Linked DNA regions of Mus musculus: region 2 is linked to region 1. The links are chromatin contacts, called in public Micro-C maps. All regions are on one chromosome and are shown on one strand. Each heading gives the region's core, a stretch centred on a gene start, on an enhancer-like site or on the middle of the called end of the contact. The rest is flanking DNA. Distances are from core to core; before and after follow the strand shown.

Evidence for each region. A called contact is a pair of places that touch in the nucleus more often than the background predicts.
Region 2: a Micro-C map of brown adipocytes shows a contact between it and region 1, with 2.6 times the contacts expected there. The contact joins two enhancer-like sites. A contact is called at or near these places in 1 of 484 Hi-C or Micro-C datasets (brown adipocytes), 2 of 115 datasets of contacts at active chromatin or transcription factors (large pre-B cells and pancreatic cancer cells) and 3 of 9 other capture datasets (adipose tissue, liver and pancreatic islet).

The regions. Positions count from the first base shown.
Region 1 is chr1:183,902,888-183,907,664 of GRCm38.p6, reverse strand. No RefSeq gene overlaps it. Among named protein-coding and RNA genes, the nearest start is that of Gm34130, 32 kb to the left of the region's middle. Within about 2 kb of position 2,089, at least 109 of the 459 cell types and tissues checked have an H3K27ac peak or open chromatin away from gene starts, as enhancers often do. A contact at or near this core is called in adipose tissue and brown adipocytes, where this site is marked.
Region 2 is chr1:184,002,886-184,007,876 of GRCm38.p6, reverse strand. No RefSeq gene overlaps it. Among named protein-coding and RNA genes, the nearest start is that of Gm39725, 7.9 kb to the left of the region's middle. Within about 2 kb of position 3,321, at least 87 of the 459 cell types and tissues checked have an H3K27ac peak or open chromatin away from gene starts, as enhancers often do. A contact at or near this core is called in adipose tissue and brown adipocytes, where this site is marked.

The sequences.
Region 1 (4,777 bases), core at 840-3,339:
GTGAAAGTTAATGGGTGAACTGCCCAGGTGGGATAGTATCAGATAGTAGATCATTGGAGCAGAACATCAGGTGGTGAAAGTCAAGCTTACTGCCAAACTATGTTTCCACTTCTGGGTTATTTCCTTGAGCAGCTAGTTACAAAGTGATGTCATGGGATATTTGGGGATCCATGGTCATGTTCAAATAGGATATTTGGTGTTACTTTCTATTATAACTACTTACAGAGAGGAACCTAGAAAATACTGCTATGGCCTTTCCAGAAGCAGGCAGCTAGCACCTGGAAAGACAGAAATAACCCAAGACTATGGTCTTCTTTGATCTGTGACAATTTTCTTAGTTCTAGGAATTCAGGATTTCAGAATTGTGGCGCTTAGAGAACTGCTGGAAGTCATCTTTGGAAGGTGACCACATTTTTGATTCTGTTGCAGCTGAGAAAAATGGCTCCCCTCAGAGCTCTTTGGGGCTGACGGGGAACCCGGGTTTCCTCCCTCCCACATCAAAATATTGTGTGTATCAATCAAACCATGTATCCCTGGTGTAAGTGTGCATGTGTGAGAGAGGCTTTAGATATGTTTTCTGTTCTGGAAGGTTCTCTGGCAGAAGATCAGAAGATCTAATCTCCTAAATCACATTCTATTACCAATTGCCTGTTGACTATAGTCATCATCTACCCATCTGTAAGATAAGTAGTTCATACACACGTTGTCCTGGATCAATAAGCTGTCCAGAACATACAGGAGGATTTATGGTTAAAATGGTTGAAATGGTTGAAAAAGGAAACGAGGAGGCTGGGCGTGGTGGTGCACACCTTTAATCCCAGCACGTGGGAGGCAGAGGCAGGCAGATTTCTGAGTTCGAGGCCAGCCTGGTCTACAGAGTGAGTTCCAGGACAGCCAGGGATATACAGAGAAACCATGTCCCCCCAAAAAACAAAACAAAAAAGGAAACAAGGAAAGGGACTTTCCTTATTTTTGACTTTACAAAGTCAAAGCCATGTTTACCAAAACACATCCTAATGTATCGTCCCTCTAACACCCAGGGCTTCCTGCTTCCCACTCCCCAACCTCTGAGCCAGGACAGTCTTGGCCTTTACAGGTAACACTAGAGATGAGAATGACCTTATGATGGAAATGGCAACCTCTAGGCTGCTACCTGACAGAACACTGGGACAAGTGATCTCCTATGACCTCCTACTGATGCCTGTCTCTTAGCATAAAAATTCTGGTTCTAACCTGATCCCTTAACCATACAAAGGCTATGGGAAATAATGGTGTGAAGGAGGACACACACAGAGAGAGGAGTACACACAGACTATTCCATGTGGTGGCTAATGAAAGAAAACATGCCTGACTTTCCTCTTAGCACCTCCGTTACTCCTCATGCTCAAGCCTCTATTAAAATAATGTCAATAAAATTTCTAACTTGGGAAAGGGAGAAAGAATGGAGAGGTGGAGAAAGGAGAAAAGAAGAAGGAAAAGCACGTGAGCATATAGAAGATTCGGAAACGTGAGCGAGAGTTTCATGACATGGAAGATCGAGTTGATAGAACAGTCTGAAGACCAGAGCAAATAACCAAATGTCACTATCACTAATACAAGAGATGGAAATAAAGTTCCCTCGGAGTGAGCCTGCTTACAGCACGGGGGCTGCATCTCCTATACAGAGCATTCAGAATCCAGTACCTGGGACCAACATGGAGGGAGAGTTCTGGTCACGTGATGCAGAGACTTTTCATCAATCTAAGCCTGTTATTTCCCCACTCTGCTCTGGGTAGGAACGCTGCTGGCACTTCTACGTCAGCCACAGCTGTGTTAAGGAGGTCAAGGAAATGTGGGGAAAAGGGCAATTGTCTAGGGAGAGGAGTAGAAATTCCCAGGCAGCATTTTTTCTTTCCCCTAAATTTCTCTGGGAACTGTCTTACTGTGTCACCGTCAGTTTCTACTGGGTCATAAGCAACTCTTCTGCAAGCTGCTGGATCTATAAGATCCCCCAAGGCAGAACCCTAACCCCCTCTGGGGTGTGAGAGTTCACTGAACAGCCTCGTTCATGGCCATGAGCTTGGCACAGCCACAAGCCAGCGCCATTCCAGTACCATGTGATATCAGCAGGGTTACTCACTTGGTTGCCCTCCAGCAGGGCAGCTGGGGACACCTCCCTAGAGTGACTACAACATTCATCACTGAGATGACTCAGCCCAAGCTTCCCTCTGCCTGAAAAGGGAATCTGGGGCTGAGCGTGGGGTGAGAGGTGTCCACACTAGACCCATCTCTGTGCCCCTCACTTGCGAAGCACATAGCATAAGACTCAGGTCAGTGTATCAGAAGCAGAGAATGTACCATGAGTTTAGTCCAGAGGTATGTGTGGCAGGTAAGGCTGTGCTTACAGAAGTTCAAGGACGGCTACTCAGCTGCCTAAGGACAATAGCATCTCAGATGTCCACCCATTCCATCTCACTGATTCCAGTGTTCTGTCTTTGCTAGGCGAGGGCTTGTCCATTCTGGATCCCTGATATGTTACTGGGTAAGGCTCTTCCCCCTCACTGCTTGTCTCAAAGAAGTAATTCAACTAAGGTGGAAATTTGTTTGGCTAAGTAAATTAATGCCTACACTACAAACAGGTTGGGATGTGCTGTCCTGAAAAGTGGGGCAGTAGAGTTGGGGAAATGCTTTAACACAGTCTTTGGATAGGTGCTGTCTGGTTTCTTGCCCAAGAGTGAGTCCATTCTCTTTGCACAGTTTAATGTGCACAATCTCTAAGGCTACATGTGCTGCTCATTCATATTTCTGTCAATTGTAAGTGACAGTCCCATTTCTCTAATAGAATCATATGCTTCCTTCAAAAGCACCTGCTTCTACCGACAGCTGGAGCACCACGGCATCCCACACTGCACTAACCACATGGCAGGTGCTTGCTCAATACTTACTGCATGGTGGCCTCCGATCTTCAGTTCCCAAGGGAGAGAGATTTTCCACACTTTACTCTAACCGAGCTTTGAATCTCTTTAGAAAGAGCTTTGAACGAAAGCCTTGGTTTTATTCAACACCTCGTGTGTTCTGGGCTCTCCACGCTCCTGTGCAGATCTTCTCTCAAAGGTCTTCCCACAACATGTCCTTGAACTCACTATTCTGCCAATGTTCCTCCGATAACCCAGGTTCCAGCATGACCTTCTTTGGCTTTCCAGAGTTTCTGTATCATTCTCGGTGTTAGTTATGTTTCTGTTACTGCACTGAAATACCAGGGACACAGTGACCTAAGGAAGGGTTTCTTGCCAGGCAGTGGTGGCGCACACCTTGAATCCCAGCACCCGGGAGGCAGAGGCAGGCAGATTTCTGAGTTCAAGGCCAGCCTGGTCTGCAGAGTGAGTTACAGGACAGCCAGGGCTACACAGAGAAAACATGTCTCTAAAAACAAAACAAAGCAAAACAAAACAAAAAAAAAAGGAAGGGTTTCTTTTGGCTTAGGGTTTAAGAAAGCTAGATGTTCATAATGGTGGGAAAAGCAGGGTAGGAAGAAGCTGGCTGATCACACTTCAACCATGCACAAAGAGCAAAGATGGAGGGACAGACAGACAGGCAGACAGACAGACAGATAGATAGAGAAGTAGCGTAACACTATAAACTTTCAAAGCCCATCTTTAGCCAGGCTCTACCTCCTAAAAGTCCCACGATCTGCCCGAACAGTACCACCTACTGGGGACCAAGCATCCAAATACATGAGCCTGTGAGGGAACGTCTCTTGTTCAAGTCATTATATTCTCTGTCAGAGCCCTCAGCATGTTACAGTACACTGCCTGTCTCCCCTAGAGCTGAATGATCAGCCATATGCAATGAGACTGTGGGGACACTGGGAGAGAGACTCATTTCATCTTGGAACTGAGAAGGGCATGAGACAGAGTCAGAGGGTTGTATGAAGAGGAACACATTCAACCATGCCCTGACAGGTAGAAATAATCCAGATGATGAATAGCAGAGGTGCTGGAAATGGAGACAGGTGCTTGGGAGAACTTGTGAGTACCTAGAGCCTGGTGGACATGTGACAAGACTTACTGAAGTATAGACACTCAATTGTGATGTGTTTATGCTTATCAGTTTTAAGCAGAAAACAGAACAACTCCCTTTACAGAGCATGAACAAAGAAATCTTCCCCGGGCCTAAGAAATGGCTGCCATTAAAGTGCTTGTCTGGCAAGCAAGAGGACCTGATTTCAAGCCCTACTACTCACATTAAAAAACAAAACCCAAGCTGTGGCATGTGGCAACACACGTTTATAATCCCAGAGCCGAGGAGGCAGCGACAGGTAGCGAGCTAGCTTCCTGGGGTCATTGACCAGCCAAGCTAGCCTTGGGTGAGTGCCAATCCAATGAGAGAGACTCTGTCTCAAAATAAAGGTAGACAAGATCTGAAGAACACCCCCACGGGCTGTGCTCTGGCCTCTGTATGCAAGTATATGCATATATATATATATAGATATATATATATCTCGCGCGCGCACACACACACACAAATGAAAGAAGAACAAATTTTCCTTGCATCACGACTCTCAAGGGGTGTCTTCTAAGAGCTACCCTGAACTGCACTGTCCAGCAATTCCAGTGGCCCTATGTGTCTATGCATGTTTAAAGCTAAATTAAATAAAGCTTTCAGTTCCAAACTTATTTCAAGTGCTCAGGGGCCACATGTGGCCCCTTCTAGACCCTGTAGTGAAGTTAGAGAGGTGGTGGGATGCCACAGATGTGAACCCAACTGGGTGTGTCACATTTAAATCAATGGGTTTATA
Region 2 (4,991 bases), core at 2,072-4,571, 99 kb before region 1:
GTTTGGATGGGAATCAGAGGGATCAGGAAATAGGCAGCTGATTTATTTGGGACGCCCCTAAGTTGGAGTTAAGTTGTTGCTGTCCTCTGGGAAGGGGGGGAAGTCTAGCCCCAGGTTCAGATTTCTCTGTTGAGAAGCGATTAGGCCAAGAGGAGGTTGGCTAATTCAATTTTTTTAGCCTCCTGTTTCAGTTCATTGAGTTTGCCAGCAAGAAACAGGACTGCGATTTAAATACTCAGGGAAGAACCCTAGGCAAACTTTAGGCATTGAATCTACAGAGCACAGATAGGATACTCTGCTAAGGTTTGAATGTGAAATGCTTCCCTGCCCCCGAACAGGCTCTTGTGTTTGAACCCTTGGTTCTCCACTGGCAGTGCTCTTTGGAAAGACTGGGGAACACTTAGGGGGAGAAGCCTCACGGGAGGCAGTAGGTAACTAGGGGCTAGGGCCTTGCAGCTTCATGGTTTGGCATCATTTCCTATCTGCTCTCTGCTTTCTTACCGCTGATACACTGTGACAAGCTGGCCTCCAGGTTCCTGGCCAGGATGGGCTGTATCTCCCTGCAGTGGTAAGGAGGCATGCTCAGCAGCTCATGGAGCCCTTCTCAAGAGCTGAGTATATTCCTGACTGTTTCATCCCTTTGATGAAGAAGCTGTAATTATTTGTATTATGGGTAAAGAAAACAAAACACTCAGAAGGTTTAGAAAGCAGTAAGTCCCAACCATCCAGATCCAGGGAAGAACAGGAATTTGTATCCCTTTTTTTTTTTTTTTTTGTACAACATTCAGTGTGTTCCTGGGGTTCAGAGCTCAGTCGCCTTCTCATCAAAATCTTGTCACTCATTGTTAGCACAAACTGAAGACCGGTGAGAGGCTCCTTGCTGCGTGGGCTCACTGCTATCTCTGCTGCCTCCCTCGCATGTCCTCAACAAGTCTGTACAGGTAGGCTTCGTTTCTGTTAAGGACTGTGCGCAGGAGTTTTGCTGTTCATTGGCAAAATCTATAGACAGGGGTCTGGGGAGGAGTCTCAGCGGAATGATGCCTGCAGCAGTCTAAGCACTTTACCCATACCGTGTGCACATGCTGGCGGACCACTGAGCATCACACAGCCACCCCTGCAAAATGTCCACGAATTTTTACCATAGGGACTTCGCAGCATTGAATGAGGCGTTCAGAGATCATTCCTGCTTCAAAATTCTGCACAAAATCTCAGCAGGATGATGGCCAAGAGCACGTGTCGAGAACATATCACTATGGTTTGGTTGGCCTTGAAATTATCAGTGTCTTCTGAGCTTATGAGCAGTAAGCTTTGGGAAGGAGAGCCACATGGAGGGCCTCACTCCAGAGCCTCCCAAGACATCCCCTGGGACCCTCTGAAGCAATGCTTTTTTAAAACAACAGATACAATTGGAGGGTAAGTTGGCATGCTCATTGCAATTTGCCATAGTGGGGGACAAAGAAATGGAGGAGGAATATAAAGATCCCTTTAATAGAGGGAACACTGCTACCTTCCCTCCCCCACCCCTGCCAGTTTTGATGTGCTCAGCAGGAGCTGTGCAGTTGCAGGCTGTGGTGGAGTGTACACTGGAGTGTGAACAGGGCCACAAGGCACTTGACATTTGATTCTGAGTTCAGTGGAAACCAATGTGGTCACCTTGGGTTTCTTCCTAACTCCTTTAAAACTAGAACCTGATATGTTCTCTTAAGCATGGACCTTGGAATAGGCTGGCATAAATAAGCCCAGAAAGAGAGACCTGGGGGAAGACTAAATCTTGGAAGTGAGGGAGAACAAGGTAGAAAGAAAGACTGAGAAGAGAGGAAGAGAAATCATGATTCCTCCTACATTGGAGGAGGAGGAAGCAGAAGTGCTGTGGGACTGAATATGTGGCCTGTGTGTTCCCTGAGGTGCCTCAATTTGGCTTCCAGGGGACAGAAAGGAGCACTATCACCACAAAGCCCAGGAAGGGAGGTGAGACCAGACTCGTGGGAGGAGGGGATCTACCTGCTTCCTGTCCCAGGCTCTTCTGGTAACGTGAGCGAGTGTTGTGGTTTGCTAGCTGTTCTTGCTAACACCATGCCCTGCCTTGCAGGATGTGTGTGTGGTAAACATACCATCTGGATTAGAGAAATAGTTAGTCCCGGGGAGAGACTAAACATAGCAGGACGTCCATAAAGCTCTTAAATCTGACCACTTTGGGCCACCAAGAGGAGACCCAGAGGTTATACAAGCGAATTATTAAGTCTGGCTGAGAGGCCAGACACAGAGATGTTTCCATTTAGCCTTCTGAACATGCCCACAGCACAGGAAACTGATTCTCAGGTCACCCCAAGGTGCTGCTACCCTAAGTAACCATTGGGCCTTTGTGTTATATGGCTGACACCACTGGGGCATACACCTGTCTCCTGCCCTGAGCATTGGCAGAAACCTGGCTAGACAGTGTTTTCTTTCTATAACTTCATGTCTACCAAGAGAAGCTCATCTGAAGACTAGAAACCTTCTGCACAGTAACACTGTGGTGAGGAAAAAGTGTACTTCAGAGTTTGGGTTCAAATCTCAGTTCCAGTAGGAAGGACTTGGGTGGGTGACTGGCTCCTGGAGGGCTTGCTTTTTCCATTGTATCTCCATGATGAGTGGCTGAGTACTTCTAAAAGGCAATACATTTGTCCTAGTAGGCTTCTTGAGGAGCTAAATCTTCCTACATTCCCTTTATGAAATGATTTTCACAGGCAACTGAACCAGAAGGAGGCCACAATGCCCAATATCTATGAGTAGAAAAGGTGATCTGGGAGGGTTCTCCCTTTTCACCCCTTCCTGAATGGTGGGCAAGACATCTTAGTAAACAACACTGGACCCCCATTTTCTCCCAAATCATGTGACTTGAAAATACTCTGCAGGGGCTGTAGTGGTACATATATTCCTGGTGACCTGCCAGCCTCTTCAGAGCTCTAACTGAGGAACCCGACTGTGGTCGTGAACTCTCTCACTCAGGAACTTGGACTGGAAAGGATTTTGGATAAGAGATCCCGAGGGTCTCATTGATCCCTCATTGTGCATGTAACGGTAAGTGAGGTACGAATGACAGGCAAATTGAGGGTGTGGTTGAGTGAAGCCAAATTGTGTCTCAGTCTTGTCTATGACTGACTTCAACAGCACAGCCTAGCATTGAGCCATCCATGGCCTTTTTGCCTCAATGCATTTGCCCCAGTTTTCTGTGGAGAAACACTGAAATGGAGCTGCATGGTGTCACCTGGCCACTGCCCAGTTGCACACTGCCCTGCCTATCACACTTGCACAGTTTCAGAGCTCAGCCCCTAGGGATAGGAGGAGGAGGGGTGGGAGGGGCAAAGTGATCAAGAAAGGCCTCCAGACCAGTGCCACATTGAGCAGTGTTAACACAAGCTCCACCATCAGCTGCCAAGACGGAGGCAATCAACATGATTAATCACCCTCATAGCCATCTGGTGAAAGGATTTGAGAAATGCCACGTCATCATTAGCTCTCTGACTGGCCATCACAGATTCACTGGAAAATGTCAACCTGAAAGGCAAGCTTCATCCAAAGCCAACATATTGCTGAAAAAAATAATGGATTTCATACTGATATCCTCTCTTCTAGGCTCTTTCTCTCCCCATTGACAAAATGTTTTCTTGAGCTGGCTTGAATCTATAGCTAAATAAGAGCCAAGCAAGAGCAATTGGTTGCAGTGAATGTCCCTGGGGAAGAGGCAGAGATGGCAGAGACTGTGGCGAGTGCTCACATGTCTCTCTCATTTCTAGCAGTTACCCTTTTGTGTCTGCTGTGAGTTTAAGTATGTGTGTGTCAAGTATGCCCAGGGAACCTCAAGGACTGCCTAAGAAACCCAGTCCCTGCAAGCTTCACATCTCATTATGCAGATAGGAAAGGACATGTTGAGAGTAGACACCAAAGAGGCTTCCATGCTTTGTCATGGACCATATCCTGCGTCTCTATGTTTTCTGCATAGATGGACAGTCTCTATAATGTTTTGAATTAAGAAGTGATGAATCCATGAATGAATGACCCAATCTGGGATGAAAAATAGACTCATGATAGATAATTCCTAGGCCTTCCTAAATTCTACCTGGCTTCGCTGGTGGCATGGCTTCTGGGATGGATCAGAGTCACCATCTGAGTCTACCAAGCATTTTCTGCATTGAGTTATTCTAAAGGGAGAGAGTTAAGCAGCAGTCCACAGGCTGTCTAGAGACCTTTCCAGGATATCTGGAGGAGCTGGGATCAACCAAGAAAAAGGAAACCACACTAAATACCTTAAACAGAGTCAATGTAATAAAAAAAAATAATTGGCCACACAGGTTTTGAAAAAGAAAAGTGATTTAGGAATATTCTAAAAGGAAAATGGTTTTGTTTTAATCAACAGTGAAAACTCAGAGCTCCCTGGGGATTCTTAGCCAGGAGTTCAAGTACTTGTCTTTCCTTTGGCTGTGAGGTGACATAAACCAAACAAAACCTCCCTGTAGGTGAGACAGGATTATACTGATCACCAACATAACAGCTGGATTTTTACATGAGACAGGATCCCGAATCAAACTTAGTCCTAAGAAGTCCCCATGTCCACTGTAGTACAACCAATTCAAGCTCATTTCCAACTAACTCACCAACAAGTGAGACTCAGACTCTGGTTATTTTATTTGGCTTTGACAATTACTGGGGGGTAACAGCTAATCTCCTCTTCTAACTGCAGGCCCTGGCTACCTCCCTCCAAGGTGAACCCCAGACACTTGCTCTTTCTCCTGACCATGTGCTCATGGTCCACTCCCCGACATGGCAGCTTCCTCCTTTCCCTCTCCCTCATCTCATCTCTCTCCCCCAACCAGTTCACTCCAAACCCACCTACTTCTAATCCCTCCAGTCATTAGCCATAGCCAATTTTATTTAACCAATTGTTTTAAATCAAGGAATAAGGTTTGCACAGCAAAAGCTTGTAAACACGATAAAGCACTTGTAAGCCTAGA